Linked DNA regions of Callithrix jacchus: region 2 is linked to region 1. A link is a contact called in public Hi-C data. All regions are on one chromosome and are shown on one strand. The core of a region is the stretch at or near the end of the contact, and the rest is flanking DNA. Distances in the headings are between cores, read along the strand shown.

The links. Hi-C and Micro-C count contacts between places; a contact is called where the count stands out from the background.
Region 2: a contact with region 1 is called in a Hi-C map of induced pluripotent stem cells, with 2.8 times the contacts expected there. The contact joins two enhancer-like sites. A contact is called at or near these places in 2 of 3 Hi-C or Micro-C datasets (induced pluripotent stem cells and skeletal muscle).

Annotation. Positions count from the first base shown.
Region 1 is chr2:137,779,187-137,784,049 of calJac240_pri, reverse strand. The region is part of intron 4 of LOC118151628 (a long non-coding RNA gene); the gene reads left to right. Among named protein-coding and RNA genes, the nearest start is that of FOXD1, 140 kb to the right of the region's middle. Within about 2 kb of position 2,524, at least 2 of the 16 cell types and tissues checked have an H3K27ac peak or open chromatin away from gene starts, as enhancers often do.
Region 2 is chr2:137,859,723-137,864,585 of calJac240_pri, reverse strand. The region is part of intron 1 of LOC118151628 (a long non-coding RNA gene); the gene reads left to right. Among named protein-coding and RNA genes, the nearest start is that of TMEM174, 68 kb to the left of the region's middle. Within about 2 kb of position 2,490, at least 2 of the 16 cell types and tissues checked have an H3K27ac peak or open chromatin away from gene starts, as enhancers often do.

The DNA.
Region 1 (4,863 bases), core at 1,275-3,774:
GTTTGAACATATGTAAGTTGACATTTAGTTCTTTAGTTTTAGAGACAGAGTTATGCTCTGTTGCCCAGGCTAGACTGTAGTGGCATGATTATAGCTCACTGCAACCTTGAACTCCTGGGCTCAAGGGATCCTTCTGCCTCAGCCTCCCAAGTAGATGGTACTACAGGAGAGGACCACCATGCCCAGCTAATTTTTTAAAAATTTTTGTAGTCTTGCTGTGTTGCCCAAGCTGGTTTCGAATTCCTGGCCTCAAGTGATCCTTCCACCTTGACCTCCAAAAGCACAGAAATTACAGGCGTGTGCTACCACATCCAGCGTTGGTTCACTATTGATCTTAAATTGCTCAAAGTCTCTGGCCATTTTAAGGTATTCTGTGTGTATCTATGTGTGTGTGTGTGTGTGTGTGTGTGTGTTCACATACACACGTGTGCCTGACCACATTTGATATATGTATTTTGTTTGTGCTTTTTGTTAAGAAAAAGTTCCCTACCTAAGAATTACCAGTTTATTTTCACTGTTAACTGCTTGCACATCCATATATTTAGCCACGTCCACACACCCCATAGATCTCCTGCCCTGTCGTCTGTGGAGCTGGAATCTGTGGCACTGTACCCTTACCAGATCTGTCCCCACTGGCTCCTGATCCAAGTAGCTGTCCCCTGGCAGGGCTGCCTTTTGGGACTGACTACATGATTTGCAGAGCCCAGTGCAAAATGCAAATACAGGCCCCTTGTTAAAAGGTTTTTTAAAATTTCAAGGCAGCAGCATTGGAACGTTAAACTAAGTGTGGGACCCTTCCAAGATCACACTTCCATGAAGCCAGCCCTGCCCTCCGATTTGCCTGTCTGTGCCACTGGTAAAGGGCATGCAGCAGAGCAAAGGACTGCTGGTGTCCAAGATCCCCCAGCACTGTTGTACTTCCAGACTGTTCTACCCAGGGCCTCAGCTCACCATCACTTCTCACCAACCCAGCCCGTACACCTTGACAAAGATGGAAAAACAGGAGAGACTGGCAGAGCAGGGTGTACCAAGGATAATTCACACCAATCAGAATGTCTTCAAAGGCTGTTAGAGATCATCCCACTCAGCCTTTCGCTTTACACATGTGGAAACTGAGACCTAGAGAGGAGCCATGGTTCTACTGAGGCTACAGAGCTAGTTACAGCCAAATCTGAGGCCAAAGCCCCTGCCTGAATGCTAGCCAATACTAACTGCTAACACATACATAATCACACCAGGATTAAGCAGTCCTCTGGGAATGCGGCCCATCTGTAAGGAAGGACCAGTTTTTAGAATGTTCTTAAGTTTTGGGAAAAGCTTCTACTTTTCCTCTTTTGGTGGACGGTACGGAGGGAGGATCCAGGTGTGACCCTGCAAAGCCTTCTAAGCTGTCTTCAGCATGCCCAGACCCCTTGTCACCATGGTGGCAGCACCTACCCTTCCCAGCACTGAGAACCTTCAAGGCCACCAAGCTCCACACCTCTATACTCATCCAGTTTGAGTGATTGAGGCTTTGGGTTTTAATGGGTTTCATTCAAAAAACAGGGTGATTTCCCAGCTGGCGGAACCCTCAAAGATCTCCCAAAAGCAGTGGTGGGAATGAGATAACCAGAGGGAAGGGGGCAGGTGAGGAAACCTCCTTCTCTGGATCTAGGAGGTTCTTGCTCAGAGAAGCTCAGAAAGCCAGATCCAGAAGGGATGGCAAATGCAGGACCAGCCTCTTCACTGTAACTGCTGTCAGAACCAAAGCTGACAGGTGACTGATCCAGAGTCAGAGACTAAAATCCATGGCCTCTGCCTTTGATCCCAGGCTCTTTCTACTTTGCCAGTCCGTTAATGGTCTAGCCACTCTTTTAAAAACTTGTATTTTGAAGATTTTTGTTCTTCCAAGGGAATTTTTTTTAACGGAGACAGAGTCTTGCTGCATTGCCGAGGATGGGTTACAGTGGCACAATCATAGCTCACTGTAACTTCTACCTCCTGACTCAAGTGATCCTTCTGCCTCAGCCTCCCCAGTAGCTAGGACTACAGACCTAGTAGTCACCACACTCAGCTAATTTTCTTATTTTTTGTAGCTTGATTTGTCTCTACAAAAAATTAGACAATCCGCTGAATGACCCAGGCTGGTCTCAAACTCCTGGCCTCAAGCCATCTTCCTGCAGCCCTGGCCTCCCAGAGTGCTGGAATTACAGGCGTGAGTCACCCCGCCAACCTCAAGGATCTTTATTAAGCAAATGGCTTCCCCAGACAGCCTCGGCCCCCAGGGTGAGCGGCTGCCTGCACTTTGGCTGGAGGAGAGCCTTTCTGAGTGGCTCTGTTTGGCCTGCAGCCACTAAAAAAATCTCCTAGGACCTGTCTCACTCCTGAAGGCAGGCAGGGTCTCTGCCCTCAGCTGCAGCTGAGCTAGGACGATTCCCCTTCCCCCGCTCCCCTCCTTTTCTCACCCCGCCCTCCGCGCATTGACCTAGCACTCCCAGATACATCATTCCTGTTTTCTGACGGGGTTGCTGTTAGCTGCATTCCTGTTTCATGATGTGCGGTGTCATGACCTCCCAGTCTCTGCCATCCCCATGCAGCGTGAGCCCTGGCTGCAGCGCGCGAGACGAAGGCCGCCTGCCACTGGAGCGCTGTCTCTCGGGTGTCAGGGTGCAGCGCAGGCCAAGCGGACGGGAGGTGCGGCTGTGAGCTGTACCGCAAGGACAATGGGACTTTTATTTCTGGCCCGTCTTGGTTGGCAGTCTCTCTCCCACTCTCTTTCTTGGTCGGGCTTTGGTTTAAAGTTACCCTTTCAGGATTAGATTGGTGTTTTCTTTCCCATGCCACCAGGGAAGTTTCTGTTTCCGAAGCGGCTGAACACAGACCGGTCAGTCAGTCCCAAGCCCTTACCAGGCACAGGCGCGCGCGGCCGGGGCTTCTCCAAATCACCCGGCAGCCAGAGGCCCGCCAGACTTGCCTCTTGCCATGTGGGAAGGCATGCTGCCCTGCAAGCTAATCTTTAAATTACTGTTTTCTGTTGGGCACATGTGGTTATAACCAAGCGCCTCTACCCTAACTCCCACCCCCGCGCCCCGTTTTTCACAGAAAATCCTAGAAATAAACACTGCTTAGGAGTGGAATGGGGGTGGAGGTCTGTGTAAGCAGACTTGTCTCCTTGCTCCTCATTTTTATGCCTTCAGTCACCACGAAGTCTGGCCACCAAAGACAATCTCCTATTCTCTGAAACTCGATGCCAAAACAAATGAGACAACCAAAAAAGTTCTGGATTCCCCTTCACCCAGCTGAGATGGGACCGCTTTTTAAAAGAAACGCTAAGAACCCTAGGAGGGAAGGGGTGGGAACCAGAATCTCTGTAGAGTCAGTGAAGCTCTTTAGGGACCCAGCAGCTCTTACTCTAAGATGGTCACTTCCTGGAGGGTTTATGGGGCTGCCACAGCCATTCTCAGGGCTAAATTGTTGGCTGCCTGTGATTTTCCACTTGGGGAAGGTGTGCCTCCGCAAACACAGCCCAGCTCAGATTAGGAGCCCACAACCTCCACACAGGGGCGTCTTCCAGTTTACCTCTTGCAAGCACAAAGCATGATGTTGATTTAACCACATGATAACCACACACAGCTAAACCCACACCATAAATGTGAGCACACGAAGAACTGGGGAGGCTTCCCTCAACTTCTCTCAGTGTTCCATTATCTTAGATGAAACTGTCTCCTCCTCCTCCTTCCTCCTCTTCCTCCTTCCTCCTTCTTCCTTCTCCCCCTCCTTTCCTCCTCCTCCTCCTTCTTCCTCCTCCTCTTCCTCCTTCTTCCTTCTCCCCCTCCTTTCCTCCTCCTCCTCCTTCCTCCTCCTCTTCCTCATTCTTCCTTCTCCCCCTCCTTTCCTCCTTCTTCTTCTTCCTCCTTCTTCCTTCTTCTTCTTACAAAGGCAACACCTATTTCCGAGAAGAGCATACAGTAAATAAAACAGAACACATTCCTCTCATTCCTTGCCCACAAATTCTACTCCCTGGGAATAACCATGACTAAACCATTTGGTGCATATCTTTTAAAATCTGACATTTTCAGAGATCCAAATTAATACTCCACGGTCTTGTTTTAATTGTTTTTAACTCTTGTTTTAAAGTCAACATTATGGAGAGAAATTTACACACAATAAAATATGCCCATTTTAAGTGTGCAGCTGGGTGACTTTTGATAAATGTGTGCCCCTTCATGATATGGAACATTCCCTTCACTCAGAAATCCCCTTGTACCCCTTTGCTGACAATTCACCACCCTGGCCCCAGGCAACCCCAATCTGCCCTCTGTCATTATAGGTTAGTTTTGTCTAGTCTCGGATCTCATACGAATGGAATCATGCAATATGTGTTCTGTTGTATTTTTTTTAATCAGCATGTTTTTGAGATTCATTTGTGTTGCTGTATCAGTAGTTAGCTCTTCTCTGTTGCTGAGTCGTATTCCCTTATATGAATGGACCGTAATTTGCTCATCCACTCTTCTGAGGCTGGACATTAGAGTTGTTTCCAGTTTGGGAGTAATATTAATTGCCTGAAAAGCTGCAATTAATATGACTTAATATTAAGTATGTTGTTTTTAATCATGAAAAAAAGGAGAGAGAGTAAATCCAAATTTATCTCAGGCCTATAATTCAGAGCTTAGTAATTAGCAGGCTCTTTTCTTTTCTTTTTTGAGACAGAGTTTCACTCTTGTTGCCCAGGATGGAGTGCAATGGCATGAACTCAGCCTACTGCCTCCTGGGTTCAAGCAATTCTCCTGCCTCAGCCTCCCAAGTAGCTGGGACTACAGGTGTACACCACCATGCCCAGCTAATTTTGTATTTTGAGTAGACACAGGGTTTCACCATGTCAGC
Region 2 (4,863 bases), core at 1,241-3,740, 81 kb before region 1:
ACACCTCCGTTTTCGGTTTGTCTCGCCTATTTTGAGTCCATCAAGGGAACAGGCCCACACAGCAGCCTAAGCAAAAATGTTGTAATTCTGGTGAGGTATGGAGTCTATGGAAGTTCTCACTTTCCTAAGCATCATTTTTTTTCTTGGTATAATAATTTCATCTCTTGGCCAAGGCTCTGAAACGAATGTCAAATTTCATGGCTTTTACGTGTTGTTGAAACCAGTGTGGCGTGATGAAATATATGCAGTATTAAATCTCAAAAACAAAACAAAACCAAAACCCCACACCAAAGCCCTCTCTTTAGGGCAGGCTGATTAAGCAGCTGGAGAGAGAAGAGGGACGATTGCGGAATCACGGGAAAAGGGTAGGAAGGTCTCTCTTGCTGTCATCAGAGTATTCTCCTCCCCACCCCCTGTCTTCTAGGACAAATAAATAAAGCATTGATTACCTCCAAACCTCAGACCTAATGTGAGAAGTGTGCTGCAGTACACAGATTCAGATAGCATCACCCATTTTTGCACAAAGAAACAGTTCACTACTTCAAATCCCACATTTTATGATTTCCTAAATTTTAAACTAAAAGGAGGCTGAAATAGATCATCCTTAAACGACAGAGAAACACAACGTCTTTCCTCATTTAGAGTGTTCCCAACTATCCTCTCGTGAAGAAAATTAGTAGGAATCTACAATTTTAAAAAACCAAACCAAAACAAACCCCAAACAAAACATCCACCTACGATTATATACTTTATTTTGTATGTTAATCCTTGATAAGCTGGGAGAATTTTAATAACACTGGCAATCAGAAGTCAAATGAAAATAAATAGATGTTCAATAAATAGCATTCTTTCTCTATTTGGTGGCAATGTTGCTGTCATCGGTTTTCCCCAGAATCATGAGGGTGGGAGGAAGGAGAGAAACACATGGGCGTGTTTGAGCTTTGCCTAGGTCTGAAACTTTCGATCTCAAATCTTCGTCTCCATCAGTCTTGTCTGGTGAACTCAAGCTGGCTTTGCTTTACTTACTAACCTGGGTTCCCGCTGTATAGACTCAGAAACCCGGGAGAGCTTAGGCGTCCTCCGAGCCAGGCGGGCGGGCACTTTCTCCAACCATTGCGGGCTGCAGCCAGTAGAGCACAAGTGTCTGCGGCCGCCCGTGGGAGGACCAGAGATCATCCCACCTACCTCCCTGCGCATACCCGGGTTAAAATGGAAAACTCTTAACTTAAGGGCTTTATTTAAAACACTCAGGTTTTGAAAGCTAGGTCCCCTCCGCAGACCAACAGGCCTCAGCGCGCGTCCTGTGCTGCGTGGGGAGGGCCTGGCAGCTGGCGGATCCGTCTGGGCTGCAGCTGCAGGGTCGGGAGCTCCTCTTGGACTGTGCTCCTTTCAGAAAACTCTTTTCTTGTCGGATGTGGTTTCCCTTTAATTAATCACTCATGCCCGCGTGTCCGCCGCGCCGCTTCCCCACTCTTCCTCCAGTCCCGCATATGATGTATATTTGGCAGCGGGAGAGCTGGTGGAACATCTGGGGTTGCCGCGCGGGTGGTTCTGCCCGCCGCTGGGCTTCAGGCCGCTGCCCAGAGACAGGGCGGTATCCTCCCAGATAGGGCTTCTGGAAGATTCACTGCCCTTTCCGGACTGTCTGGCCGGTTGGCCATGCTGGCCTCGAGGCTCGGCAGTTCCAGGCCTCGGCCTGGGTGGTCCAGGTGTTCAGGGTGGTCTCGAAGCCCATATTTCCTTCAGGTTTCCTACCTTCTCTGCCCTCCTCCTCATCCCCGCTTAGGAGCTGGCATTCCGCTGACACCCCGCTGACAACTGCCAACTTTTGCACCCCCAGGTATCTCTCAAAAAGTGGCTTGGCCACCTCAAGCACTGTGAATTCCTGGACTCCGAATGACACAGGGCAAATAGCCAAGCCACCAGGCAGTTGGGCCCCGGAGGTTGGAGGCCTTGGCCTGTGCAAGCTCCTCTCAGGAAAGCCCTGGCCCCAAACCCGAACAGCAAGCCACTCTAAGGATTGCGGGGCGGTAGGCTAGACCTGATTCAGCGGGTGTGTAGTAAGCCGTTGTCCCCTTTGTGTTTAATTTTCCGTCACTCCCGAGTCACTAGGGGAGGCCTCCTACTTGGGCCTCAGCTTCAAGGGAGGATGTGGCTGGGACCACCCTGGGACTCGGGTGTCTCCAATTGTAACTCAGGCCGCCCCACTCCGAACGAGGTGGGATCAGATATTCCCGCTTGTGAGTGTTGGTGGGGCTGAAGAGATCACAGGCGGCCGGATGTGGAACCTGGAGGGGTGTCACGACCAGGGCTCCGCGGCCCCAGACGTCCCAGCGGCTCGCAGCGGGCGCCAGGTCCGCGCTTGCCCTTCGGTCCTAGAGCCATGTGCGCGCAGGACGCGGGCCTTAGCTGCCCAAAGCCCGCACCAGGCCCCTGGGCTTTCGCAGGCGCGGGACGGGGATGCAGTCCGCACACTCCCTAGCTCAGAGAGGGCTGTCGCCGAAGCGGGGACCCACGCGTGAACCCCGCCTGCGCTGGGCCGGGCCAGTCCCATGCCCACCCGCAGCCCGGCTCGGCCGCGTTCCCAGCAGCCGGGAGCGCTTCCTCCCTCGGTCACCGATCCAGGCCGCTGGTCCAGCTGTCAAAACAGGGGGTGTCTCTTTCATTCTGGCTCACAAAGTCCCAAAGGGGAACAGGGGGCCTTAATGCTTGTGTTTGGACACAAGCAATTATCCCTAATTATTCTTTTTCTTTTGAGCCTGCCCGTCCCGCCGGCGAGCCCGCCGCGGAACAGGCCCCGTAATCCTCCCCGGTCGGCGGATCTCAGTGGGCTCTGTGCGGCCCTAGGCTCGGGCGCTTTCATGTCACTGCGGGTTTAGAGCTGATTCAAACTCATTGCGATGGGGGAATTAACCCCGGGGCCCGGGCTTTCAGGGGCCTCTGATAAGAGATTATACGTGTTGATGGCAAGCTTTTCTTGGCAAAATGTTTTCAAAGGGCTTGGAGTTGTTAAATCAAAGCGCCATTGAATTGCTCGGGACCAACCCCTCCCCCTCCTCGTGCCCTTCCCCCACCTCCATCTCTTTTCCCTTCATCCCTCCGCCCCCGTCACCGCCCAGGACTGCCCTGGGCTAGCGGCTCAGCCTCCGGGAGTGGCGAGTCACCTTCCTTGGTGCGATTTCCCCTCGCTGCCTCGCCCGGGGCGGGATTGTTTTTGTAGGTGCTCTTGCGGCTGGGCACTTTGGTACCCCTTCCCTTCCCGCCCCTTCACACACACTTGCTCGGGTAAAGAAAACATGTCCCAGATGAAAGACGTTTTTTTCAAAAGTACATGTGTTTTGTAGAAAACGGAGGTGACAGGGTGGGATAACGAGGAGAAAGGAAGGGTGGTTTTTTTGCCTCCCCCACCCCCGAAAGGTCATCGGAGTCAGAGGGGTAGCCATCGGGTTAAAAAGTGTTGTGGGCAGAGTTCAGATGTCCCATGAATCTCACGGTTCTGCCCTGGGGGCAATCTGGGGCCCCCCGAATGACAGAAATTGTTGGAGGACCAAGGGGATGTAGATTCTGCACTGTGGAAAGTCTTTATTCAGGGAACCAACCGGGTCCAATTATAAACTGCAAAGGATTATTGGGTAGTCTGCTGGGCCCTGCTTGGGTGCAGTGGGAAAAGCAAAATTTGGACAAGGGTTTCCAAAGTCCTACAGGTGCTAGGTAAATACCTCCCCTTGAAATAAAACAAGACATTTTAAGTGCCAGATATGTGAAACTGGTAACAATGCTGTTCCTGCCATCTCCTCCCTCCCCCATATATATCACATACACCAGATTAAACTGCTCAATTTTCGTAGCTAGACTTCTTGGTTATCCAGACCTTCATCCCCTCTTCCCCTCTCCCCATTCCTGGGATTGAAACCCTGCCTCTATTCCCATTTAGCTGGTCTGACACTCTGCCTGGTTTCTAAATAGACATTTCTCAAAAGAAGACATACAAATGGTTAACAGATATATTTTGTAAACGCTCAACATCTCTAAGGATCAGAAAAATGCAAATGAAAACCACAGCGAGCTATTGCCTCACATCTGTTAGATTGGATACTATCAAAAAGATCAACAAATCTTGGTGAGGGTGTGGAGAACTGGAACTTGTATACCATTGGTGGTGGTGTAAATTAGTACAGCCACTTTGGAAAACAGTATGGAGGCTCCTCAAAAAATAAAAAATAGGATTACTATGCCATCCAGCAATCCCCACTTCTGGGTATATATGCAAAAGAATGAAAGTCAGTATGTTGAAGACATGTCTGCACGTGTTCGTTGCAACATTATTCACAATAGTCAAGTTATAGGAATGGCTGGGCGCAGTGGCTCATGCCTGTAATCCCAGCACTTTGGGAGGCAGAGGCAGGCAGATTGCTTGAGCTCAGGAGTTTAAGACCAGCCTGGGCAACATGACAAAGCCCTGTCTCTACAAAAACACACAAAAATGAACCCGGCATGGTGGAGCGTACCTGTAGTCCCACCTACTTGGGATGCTGAGGTAGGAGGATCAGTTGAGTCCAGGAGGCAGAGATGGCAGTGAGTCGAGATCACACCACTGCACTGCAGTCTCAGTAACAGAACCAGACCCTTATCAAACAAAAATATGGAAACAACTGAAGTGCCCATCAATGGGCAAATGGGTGGTACACATACACAATGGAATACTAATCAACTTTTTAAAAACCAGAAATTCTGTCATTTTCAACAACATGGATAAACCTAGAGAACATTGTGCTTTAGGTGAAATAAGCCAGACACAGAGAGACAAATAATATAACCTCACTTATAAGTGGAATCTAAAAATCGAACTCATGGAAGTACAGA